Regions from separate parts of the Mus musculus genome. Here region 1 is linked to region 2. The links are chromatin contacts, called in public Hi-C maps. All regions are on one chromosome and are shown on one strand. Each heading gives the region's core, a stretch centred on a gene start, on an enhancer-like site or on the middle of the called end of the contact. The rest is flanking DNA. Distances are from core to core; before and after follow the strand shown.

Region 1 (5,559 bases), core at 2,415-4,914, 130 kb before region 2:
AGTAACGTTTGTTTATTATATGTAGTGTGGTGTATGCATGTGTTTGCAAGTAGGGGTGGAGAACTGAGCATCCCATCCATGTCAGCATGAAAGCCAGAGACTGGCATCAGATGTTTTCTTCTATGGCCCGCCCCCCATCTTATTTTTCTAGCTAGGGTCTCTTGCTGTATCTTGAGCTCACCAAGTAGTTAGACTATCTGACTAGAAAACCTAATGGTTCCGTTCAGTGCTGGGATCAGCATTCCTGGCTTTCTCCTGAGTTCTGTGAATCCAAAACTCAGACCCTTATGCTTACATAACAAGCACTTAGCTGCTGACCCATCTCCCCTATCCTCATGGAACAAAGTAAAACAAAGTAGAATGAACTTTAAAAAAGTAAATTTCAGTTAGCTTTACAATGATGTCAAAAGGCCAAATGTATAATTAGAGCCACAAAGGAAGTAATACTGAAAAGCTGATTAAAGTTATAACCATAAATCACATGTGGACATATGGAGACCCTGTCTGGAAAAACAAATCACCTCAGGTATACCCCAGAGGCATGTGAGCTCCCATCTATAATGCTAGCACCAGGCAGGCAGAATCAGGACAGCCACTCCAAGTTTGAGGCCAGTGTGGTTTCTATAGAAGGTTCCAGCCCCGCCAGGACTGCACGGAGAGATCACTTTATCTTCCAGAGCGCCTGGAACAGCATCAGAACAGCAGAGTATAGCGCAGCACCCGTAACTCTAGCTCCAGAGCATCCAGTGTCCTCTAGTCTCCAAATACCTGCATGCACATGGCCAACACCCATACATCCACATAGTAAAAACTAAAAATAAATCTTAAGAAAAATATTATAAATATACACAGAAATGTACCCTAATAAACATCAACTTCCAGAATCAGAAAAGGTAAAACCAGGCAGTAGCGGCACAGGCCTTTCATGTCAGGACTCAGGAAGCAGGGGCAGGATTGTTTGAGTTCAAGAACAAGTTCAAGAACAAGTTCCCAGAGTTCCAGAACAGCCGGGCTACCAGAGAAACCTGTCTTTAAAAAGAGAAACAAACAAACAAACAAACAAACAAAAACAAAAGACAAAAACAAAATGACAGGAATATAGAACATGATTTTAAAAACTTTATAAATCATAATCAAAATATACACTACTTTCAAGGCACTTATATGTCACTGGTCTTTGCTACTTTGTGGGTTCTTCTTTTTCCCAACCTTTATTGCTCCCTTCTCCAATTTCACCCCCTTACACTAGACAGGAGAGAAACAAGAAGAAAGGGGAGAAAGGAATTAGAAAAATCCCTGAGTCTAATTTCTTTCCATTTCTTCTTTGACCATGGCTACTAACATATCATAACCAACCTCTGTAAACAACACACACACATATACAAGTCACACAATTGCTGTCACAACTGTCTGATGCTGGCAAAAACATGCCTCTGCTAGAGTAGTAGGCTGTGGTCGGTGCAATGCGCCCCACACCCCACACCTGGGATTAAAACAAAACCACTTTCATCTAAGATTTCTGTATATTTTAAAGAAACCAAAATTCCCAACTTCTCACTACACTTACACCATAGTTGAATGGAAAATGTATTTGACGAGCTTTATCTTGACTAGGCATGCTGGGGCATACTGTAATCCCAGATCGCTGGAGGCAGACATCCTAGCACCTTGGAGGCTCAGAAAGTGAGGGCTGGAGATGGACAGCTGCTCAGTGTTAGGGCATATGCCTAGAATGTACAGGCTTTTCATATTGAGCTCGCCATACACAAAGAACATTTTCTTAATTAGTAATTGAGAGAGGAAGGTGAGGACCACCATGGTTAGTACCACCCTGGGCCGGTGTTCCTGAGCTCTATCAGAAAGCAACCATGAGGAACAAGCCAGTAAGCAGCAAGCCTCCACTGACCTCTATCAGTGGTGGTGCACAGCTATAATCCCAGCACTGGTGAAGCAGAGGCCAGCAAAGCTCTAAGTTCAAGACTATTCTGATATAAAGAACAAGTTTCAGGATTGTAAAGACTTCACAAAGAAACCGTATCTTGAAAGCCAAAAAGGTTCAAACAAATATTAAACCAGGCAGGCATTGCAACACACACCTGTTATCATCACTCAGATGGCAGTCAAGAATACTGCCACAAATTCAGGGTTAACCTAATGAAGTCAACTGAAGGAGTTCTAAACAATGAAGACTTCAAAATAAGACTCTGTCTCAAAAAATAGCTAATAATAGAAATAATGATTATGATGATAATGAAGATTGGATCAGGGGTTAGGCTTTAATCCCAGCACTCATGAGGCAGAGGCAGGCAAATCCTCAGGCCACAGAGTGAATCCCAGAACAGCCAGAGCTACACAGAGAAACCTTTGGGGTTATCTTCAAACAAGGATTTAACTCATTGGCTAAACACTTCCCTGAGACCTTGGGATTCAATCCCTAGGCACTACCAAATAAATGTATGAATGAATGAACTTTTTAATAATATTAAAAAAAATCGGGCTGGTGAGATGGCTCAGTGGGTAAGAGCACCCGACTGCTCTTCTGAAGGCCCAGAGTTCAAATCCCAGCAACCACATGGTGGCTCACAACCATCCCTAACAAGATCTGACTCCCTCTTCTGGTGTGTCTGAAGACAGCTATAGTGTACTTACATATAATAATAAATAAATCTTTAAAAAAAAAAATCCTCCAGCATTCAAAAAAAGTTTTAAATATTTATCCAAATTAAAAAAAAAAGTCAAAGTAAGTGTCTCAGCTCCATATTCCCAACATTCTGAATGCTAAATAAAAGGCTCATGACTTCAGAGCCAGTCTAGAAGACCTGTCAAGAGCTAGCTCAAGCCGGACAGTGGTGGCACAAGCCTTTGATCCCAGCACTTGGGAGGCAGAGGCAGGTGGATTTCTGAGTTCGAGGCCAGCCTCATCTACAGAGTGATGTGGAAAGCCTTCTGAGGTACCGCTTGGCAGGAATCTGACCTTGGCCATGACAAGGAAGTAAGCTCAGGCAGGAGTCTGACCTTAGGGCATAATAAGGAAGGAAGTTTTGGCAAGAATCTAACTTCAGGCTGTAATAGGGAAGTAGGGTAAGGCAGGAATTTTAGTCTTAGGGTGAAACAAAAGAAGTAGGCTTCAGGCAAGATTTTGGGCTTGGACAAGGAAGTGGGCTCAAGTATTTAGGTCATTATGACAAGCCCTTTTAAATGACTGTCATGGGATTTCGCTTGCTGCTTTGTTAGTTCATTAATTCACTATTATACCGCTTGCCCAAAATACTTGCATGTAATTAAAATGGTATAAAAAGTGGATTGGAAAATTAAATTTGCCTTCAGTCTCAGAATTGACTGGGGTCACCCTGAAGCATTGTCTAATTGTTTCTTTCTTCTCAATCCTCACTCCTGTGCTGGAGGACCCCTTGACTGACTGAGCGGGCTTGGTCAGGTAGTGCCTAACGTGGGGCTCGAACCCACGACCCTGAGATTAAGAGTCTCATGCCTACCGACTGAGCTAATTCCCCCCAAACATGCATAAGCTAATTGTTTCCAATCTGCGGGTGGAACAGCCTCGGGAGACAGGCCATCTAATGTAGCCACGGTGAATGGAGCAGTAGGTCCATACTGAGCACAGGCAGTTGCTTAAAAGGAATGGGAGTATGGTATCTAACTGCATTCCCTCTCCATCCTTGCTTCAAAGCATATCCTTGTATATCTTCGCCTCGTTCTGAGGCCTGTTCCAGACCTGCCTGAAGGGGTGATAAAAGAGTAACACTGGGATTTAAAGTGAGAGGTCTGGTGAGGTACCACTTGGCAGGAGTCTGACATTGGCCAAGGACAAGCAAATGGGCTTCAGACAGAGTGAGTTCAGTTCCAGCAACCACATGATGGCTCACAAACCATCTATAATGGAATCTAATGCCCTCTTCTGATGTTCATGAAGTCAGGATACTCATGCGTATAAAATAAATAAATCTTAAAAAAAAAAAAAAAAAGAGGAGGAAAGACAGAGCAAGAATATATTTGTAAGAAGGGGGGAAAGAGGGTGGGGAAGCACCATTCACACCCCCAAAAAAGTTACCAGAAGAAAAAAATTCATGTTTATAAATTTTCTCATCCTAGCTTTCAAGATAAAGGGAGCAAAATATGGATTTTGGAACTTAAACAATGACAAAAATTAGAAGATCCAGCCATGAAAGAGCAGTATTCTAATAAATGACACACCTACAACCTTCCTACACAGATGCTATGCCACTCTATCTTTATTCTAAAACATTGTCAAGTTGAAGGCAGGTAACATATATGCATATGTATTATTAACTTTCCTGGGCATGGGCTAGAAAGAGGTAGGTGATAGAGCATATGTTTATATGTGTGAGACCACTGGTTTAAATCTCAGTGCACACACACACACACACACACACACACACACAGAAAATGAGAAAGAAGGAGGGAGGGAGGGAAGGAGGGAGGGAGGGGGAAAGAGAGAGAACCTAAAGAATATAACAGCATATTTAAGATCACCAAACTTTTAAAATACCCAACTTTCATTTTCCACGTGAACCTGAACAAATTACTATTTATTTCTCTCACATTTCCTCTTCAATTAAAAAGAAAAAAAAAAAAAAAAAAGCCGGGTGTGGTGGCGCACGCCTTTAGTTCCAGCACTTGGGAGGCAGAGGCAGGCGGATTTCTGAGTTCAAGGCCAGCATGGTCTACAGAGTGAGTTCCAGGACAGCCAGGACTACACAGAGAAACCCTGTCTCAAAAAGAAAAAAAAGAGGCACTACAGGAAAAGTGAGAGTGATGGCACATATCTATACCCCAGCATTTCAGCATTTGAGAAATCCATGAGCCTGGGCTACACAGCCAGGGATACTAATTCTCAGAAAGAGGGAGAGAGGGGGAGGAAGGGAAGGGAAGGCATAAAACAAGGCTTAAGATGCTCAATAGAAGAGCTGGTTTGGCAGTTAGGAGCACTTGTTACTCTTGTTTTTGTACAGGATATGAGCTCCATTGCTAACACCCAAAATATAATACTCTCCTCTGACTTCTATGGGCACCAGACACATACAGAATGCAGACATACATGCAGGCAAAACACTTGTAAACACACAAAGCAATAATGTAACTATTTTAAAAGACGCCCAATGTGTATGCGTAAATAAATAAATAAACAAACAAACAAACAAACAGTGCCTGTGTATCTCATGGTCAGTCCAGTCCTGTTAAAATATGGGAGTGAAGAGCTGGCTTAGAGATTCAGAACACTTGTTACTCTTGCCAAGGACTAGGGTTGAATTCCCAGCACCCACACGGATGTTCACCACTTCTTCAGACACCAGGCATTACAGGTGGTGCAAAGACATACATGCAGGCAAAACATACATACACACAAAATAAATTAATAATAAAAACTTTTATTAAATCAAAATAAAATGTAAAAAAGACTGAAACAACGCACTCACTGACATAGCACCTAGATGAGTGCTGTACTATTTTGCAGGTAAGGAAATGAGGCTTAGGCAACACTAAGAAACCTGACAATAATATATCTATTTCACTGACTCC
Region 2 (5,465 bases), core at 2,380-4,879:
CCTGACTCTACTTCCTTTCTGTTTCTTATTCTTTTTATAGATTGTTTCAATCTGTCTCACTTGGGAGACCACAGTTTTGTGACTGGGCTCCTTTTTGGGATCTCTCAGTTACCCATACTTTGCATACACATGCTTCCATAAACACATACATGGACACACGTGCACAGACAGCTAGCTATACGAGGCCTCAGCTCAAATCTTTAATCACATGTATGCATATAAATAACCAAAGTGTCGCTGGGAAATCATGAGAGTGTCTTCCTGTTGCGGCTTCTCTCCTTTACTCTCCTCTGCGATGTATTTTGTTTCCTCTCTTGAAGCACACAAACTGTAGTCCTAATACCTGTAGTCATAGAGCTGGCTACTGTTTTGGAGGCTGGATTAGCCCAAAACAAACCCCTGGGAAGGCTCAACTCACAAGAGAAAAGGTTTATTTGGCTTACAGTTGAGAGGTTTTAGTCAGTGGCTTCAGCTGTCTCTGGGTCTGTTGAGGTGAGACATCATGTTGGAAAGATATAGCAACAGAAAACTTTACTCATGCTGGGCAGAGCGCCAAAGGAGAGCCAGAGAGGAAGAGGCCAGGAACAAAACAGGCCTCCCGAGACCAACCTACTTCCGCTAAGTAGGCCTCTTGGCTAAGTCTCCAACACCTGTAATAGCCGGTTAGGCTGTGCATCCTTTAATGTGGTTGTTGTGGTCCAATCACTTGTAAGAAGCCTGCCTCTGAACACCATTGCATCAGGTACCTTGGGACCTTGATGCTACTCAGACTGTTTCCATGTCAAACATGTGTTTGGGGACCATTTTATATCTAAACCATAATGGTGGCCCCAACCTGACAGGCAGTGATACCCACATGTGTAAAACCTAAAGTCTGCTGTTTGACCTACTGGATATTTCTTTTGTTTTTAGATCTATTTAAATTTTTGCACATGTGCACGTGCTTGTGTGAGGCACAGTGTTCCTTCCCTATGGTCGTAGGGAAGAAATATTCCCATCTCTGAAGACACAGCGACATGGAGAAGACTGAAGGCACAGGCATTACTGAATCCCCTGATTTTTTACTGTTGAAGTACGCACTTTGGCTCTATCATGTTTCTCTAGGATTATCCACTTTTTTAAAAATCAAACCTGCCATAAAAACTCTTCAGGATCAGAGCTATATAGTTCAGGAGTGGGGCACTTGGCAGGATATGCAAGGCTCTGGGTCAATCAATCCCTAGCTTCCCAAACAGAAACTAACAAAACCACTTGGTTTACAGTTTCTTTGGATCTTTATCTCCTGAGCCACTCACATAAAATTATGTAATAAATAAGGACTATGTGGTTTTCTCTTGTTAATTTGTCTTTTGTTATGAAGTGTTAGCCATGGGCCAAAGATGAAAGAGATAAAGATAATTTTCCACTCTGGTACAATAAAATAAAGATCATTTAATCTTTGCAGTGAATCTCCCTTGAAACTCCTTTTCTTGCTCACTTCTCTTTCCCGATTTCCCCCTTCTCTGAGATGGGGCTGTAGCCCAGCAGAGTCTTGAACTTATTGTGTAGTTGAGGAATACCTTGGATTTCTTTCTCTATAGTCCAATTGCTGAGATCATAGGTGCACATCACCAGGCAGTAGGTTTGAACCCAGGCTTCATGCATGCTAGGCAAGCACTAGACTCTCTGAGCTATATTGCAGCCGTTTCCCTCTTTCTCTCTAGTACCACTACTTTGCTGGCGCTCAAAGCACACACTGGTTCTTTTTCTTCCTCTTACAGCTCAAGTTTCTTAGTTCAGATACTTCATCCAATATATTCCATTCCATTGCTCTGATGCCTCCATATTTATGTGGAAACAATTAATAGTACTTAGCAGGAAATGAAACCCTAAGGTTGTCACCCCAAGGTGCTCCCATTGATTTCCTCTAGTGTGGGGTACAGGATTACGGGCATTCTCTTCATTCATTCATTCATTCATTCATTCATTCATTCATTGAAGGTATGCAGAATATGCCTTAGTAGCCCGAAGGTTAATTGGAACAGAAGCAATTTGGGGATCCACAGCTTCAGAAGGAGCTTTTCTGGGCTTACCTTTGTAAAAGTGAAGCCTTCCCAAAGAAACCCTGACTCGTCCAGCAGGTCTAGTTATTCGAGGGTCTCGAGGGGACCTCCTCCTAAGAACCAAATGGGGGGTAGAGAGAGACGAGAACCTTGTGCGAATAACGACATGGAAACAGTCTGAGTACCATCAAGGTCCCAATGTATTAGCCAGGCCCAAGGTTTAAATGCACAAGCAAAAGGGGAAGTACTTATCAGTGTGGGGGGGGCAATAGAAATTTTTTCTTTTGGCAGCTACACGGGGAAGCAGGAACTTGGTGGTATCAGGGTGTGGTCAGGACATCAGTGATGACTTAGGGCTGGAACATTCTGTGGTTGTTCTCGGAATCTGTGTGTCGGTGGCCCGCTTTTGACCCCCTTTTCTTCTCGGGGGGAGAGGCCCAATTCAGAGATCAGGACAATTGTGTTGTCTTAATGGCTCCCAACAAAACCCAGCCTGGCTTCTGTGACAATATCAAAATTAAATCTTCACCAGGCTTCCTCCCAGTTATCCTGTGGTTGCCCTGTGACATGTAAATCCTACAGCTTTCGATCAGCAGGACTGGCCCTTTTATGCATCCCAACTATTCACAGATGATGGAGATTTTGGGATGGGCCAATTCAGAGCTCTGGATCTGGGCCTGGGGAGTAGCGGTCAGCCCACTGGCTTTCCCTTATCTGCACCTCCAGGGCAGCTCTGCAGAACTGCTCCAGCTAGGCCAACCCTGAAGTGGAAACTTAAGGGCTCTTTGGAAAGTCAGTTGTATTGGATGATGTTTTGCTGGGGCAAACACATAAGGAGTGTTTTCCGGAAGTGGACACAGGTGAAAGACTAAGGCAGATGGAATGTTTCACTGAAGCAAACACAGGCGAGAGGATGTTCTGCTAAAGCAAAAGTGTGAAAGGACATGTGATGAAGGATTCTTCTCTATCAACACACGTGCATTGGTCCTCCTTACTTTGCGTAGTTGAGCTGCATTTGTTGAGACTCCGAGGACTTGGGCTGATTGGATGCATGTGCTGAGGCAAGGCCCGTGGGGGACATGTGACGTTTGGAGGGTATAAAAAGGACTCCACAGAGTGACGGCGACAGAGCTTGGCGTGCCGGTACAGCTAGCTGAGCAACGCTTGTGGGTCTCACATCTGTGCTGATCTTCACGTCTCTGAGAGAAGCACAGCTGAGACTCCTGGTGCTCCTGCTGGTTCCTCCTGCTGACTTGTGTCAAAGCTGAGACCTGGCTATCTCTGCTAGGTTGTGTCACCACCGTTGTTGCTAATCTGACCCTACCAAATGGGACTGCTGTTGTATCTGTGAGGTGTTTTTGAGTGGATTAAGCTGCTGCTGCCTGCTGACCTGTGAGCTGAACTTCTGATTTCTAGACAACACAGATGAGAGTTGTTCCAAAGAACCCAATATTGCTGTCAGAAGAAGACAGGATCAGCTCCTCTGCTCTCATGCCCTCAGGCCAGCTCACCAACACCCAGGCCTCCAAAGCCAGCTTCTCTGTGCTGCCCAGTCAAGGCTCACTCTCCCAAGTGCTGCAGGCCAGCTCTCCTGTTCCTATATCCTTGGGACCGGCTCACCTATAACTTCACCATCAGGGTCAGCTCTCCAGAGTGCTACAGCTGGTGAGGGTCAGGGCTGGTTCTCCCATTCTCATGACTTCGGGGCCAGCTCTCCTGAGGGGTGATGGGGAAAGGTCAATACCCAGTACCCGCACAGATTTCCCACACTCTTGACATAAGACTTACTTCATTCTGAATGTCTATGATAGCTGAAATTCATACGCTGCAACCTAACCTCTGATGTGAGGGTGATTTGAGATGAGATTGAAAAACCCACAACGTGAGGACTCCCCCACGTTCTGACTCAGGAGAGGCGACACCTCAAATAACTCACGAGAAACGGTCTTGCTGCAAACTGCAAGAGGACTTTTATTTCAAGAGTGCTCTCGGGCCCACAGTCATACACCACGCAGGGGTAGCACCCTGAGTAGCTGGGTAAGGGGATATTTAAAGGAAGAAACCACAACTCAAGGAGGTGGGGAGGGCATTGTTGGAAAATACCAAAAATACCAGTTAAGAGTCACGAGGAAGTGGAAACCTTTGCATAGCGGGTTCCAGCAACAGTCAGGGTGGGTCAGGGTGACTTTTTTTGAATGAACACTCCCTGAACTGAGGAGGTGGGTGGGTGGAGGAATGTCACTATCTGTTTTATCATTAGCATGCCTTGGAGCATTGAGTCACAAAGGTCACATTCTCAAACCTGGGCCTAAAGGCCTAGAATTTTGTTTTTACGTTATACTTTTCCAAGATCTTTGGAAAGTATTAGGTCAACTGGGGTGGGGTGCATAAATGAGACTGGTCTTTGATAAAGAGGATGTAGTGAGAGTCCTTGCCTCTCCACAATTGAAGATTACTTATGAGCCCAAAGTTGAGCCCATGAAGGACTTAACCTGTCTGTGTCTTTCCAGCCTTGTCTCTTGTATTTGCTTTTCTCCTTTCCTGCTTGTCAAGACTTGGCTTTCCTTTCCAGGATTTTTTGGGGTCTTTGTTCAGCTTTAGCCTGATGATAGCCACCTTGCTGAGATGGCGCCCACTGGACAGCCTCTTCCCACTGCTGTCCTTTAATGTAGATGGGGAATTTCTGCTTGTACACCTAGACCGTTTTCCCAGTCTGCTGGCCTTTGTAGTGTCCTTGCCAACCTGAACTTCACGATCCTTTTGAGTAGGCATAAATGGGTTGTTATACTTCAGTCTCAGCTCTTGAAAAGAGGAGAAGGCATGATCCCTCCGAGTGTGAGAATGTGCATTTGAAGTGCCATTTGCCCGGTCAGAAGTCGCAAAGGGTTTGAGGTTGATTTTGGCAGCTGCATATCTAGTAATGGCCAAAAAAGGGAGGAGGTCTACCCATGGCTTCTGGTTCTGTACATTCTTTTTTCTTTTTTAAAGTCACATTCATGCCGGGCAGTGGTGGCACACGCCTTTAATCCCAGCACTTGGGAGGCAGAGGCAGGTGGATTTCTGAGTTCAAGGCCAACCTGGTCTACAAAGTGAGTTCCAGGACAGTCAGGGCTACACAGAGAAAACCTGTCTCGAAAAACAAAAAAACAAAAAACAAAAACAAAACAAAACAAAAAAGGTCACATTCATAAATGATGAAGCCAGCTCAGTAAGTGAACAGGTTCTCAAGGGAGGGAGTGAGGATTAAAGAAAGAAAAGACAACCAGACAACACTATAGCAGAACTCCAGCCAGGGTTGAAGCAGAAGCAAGTTTATTTTTTCCAGTCTGCTTTTATATCATTCTAGGTACATACAAGAATATGGTCAGTCCTAAGGCATAAACTAGTCAAGGAACAACCAAGGCATAAACAGTAAAGAACAAA

The links. Hi-C and Micro-C count contacts between places; a contact is called where the count stands out from the background.
Region 1: a contact with region 2 is called in a Hi-C map of 8-cell embryo, with 15 times the contacts expected there. The contact joins two enhancer-like sites. A contact is called at or near these places in 4 of 484 Hi-C or Micro-C datasets (8-cell embryo, adipose-derived mesenchymal stem cells, embryonic stem cells and 1 more), 4 of 115 datasets of contacts at active chromatin or transcription factors (all in embryonic stem cells) and 1 of 9 other capture datasets (embryonic stem cells).

The regions. Positions count from the first base shown.
Region 1 is chr2:18,085,311-18,090,869 of GRCm38.p6, reverse strand. All of the region lies in intron 3 of Mllt10 (myeloid/lymphoid or mixed-lineage leukemia; translocated to, 10), which reads right to left. Among named protein-coding and RNA genes, the nearest start is that of Mllt10, 24 kb to the right of the region's middle. Within about 2 kb of position 3,664, at least 12 of the 459 cell types and tissues checked have an H3K27ac peak or open chromatin away from gene starts, as enhancers often do. A contact at or near this core is called in 8-cell embryo, where this site is marked.
Region 2 is chr2:17,953,700-17,959,164 of GRCm38.p6, reverse strand. No RefSeq gene overlaps it. Among named protein-coding and RNA genes, the nearest start is that of H2al2a, 41 kb to the left of the region's middle. Within about 2 kb of position 3,629, at least 4 of the 459 cell types and tissues checked have an H3K27ac peak or open chromatin away from gene starts, as enhancers often do. A contact at or near this core is called in 8-cell embryo, where this site is marked.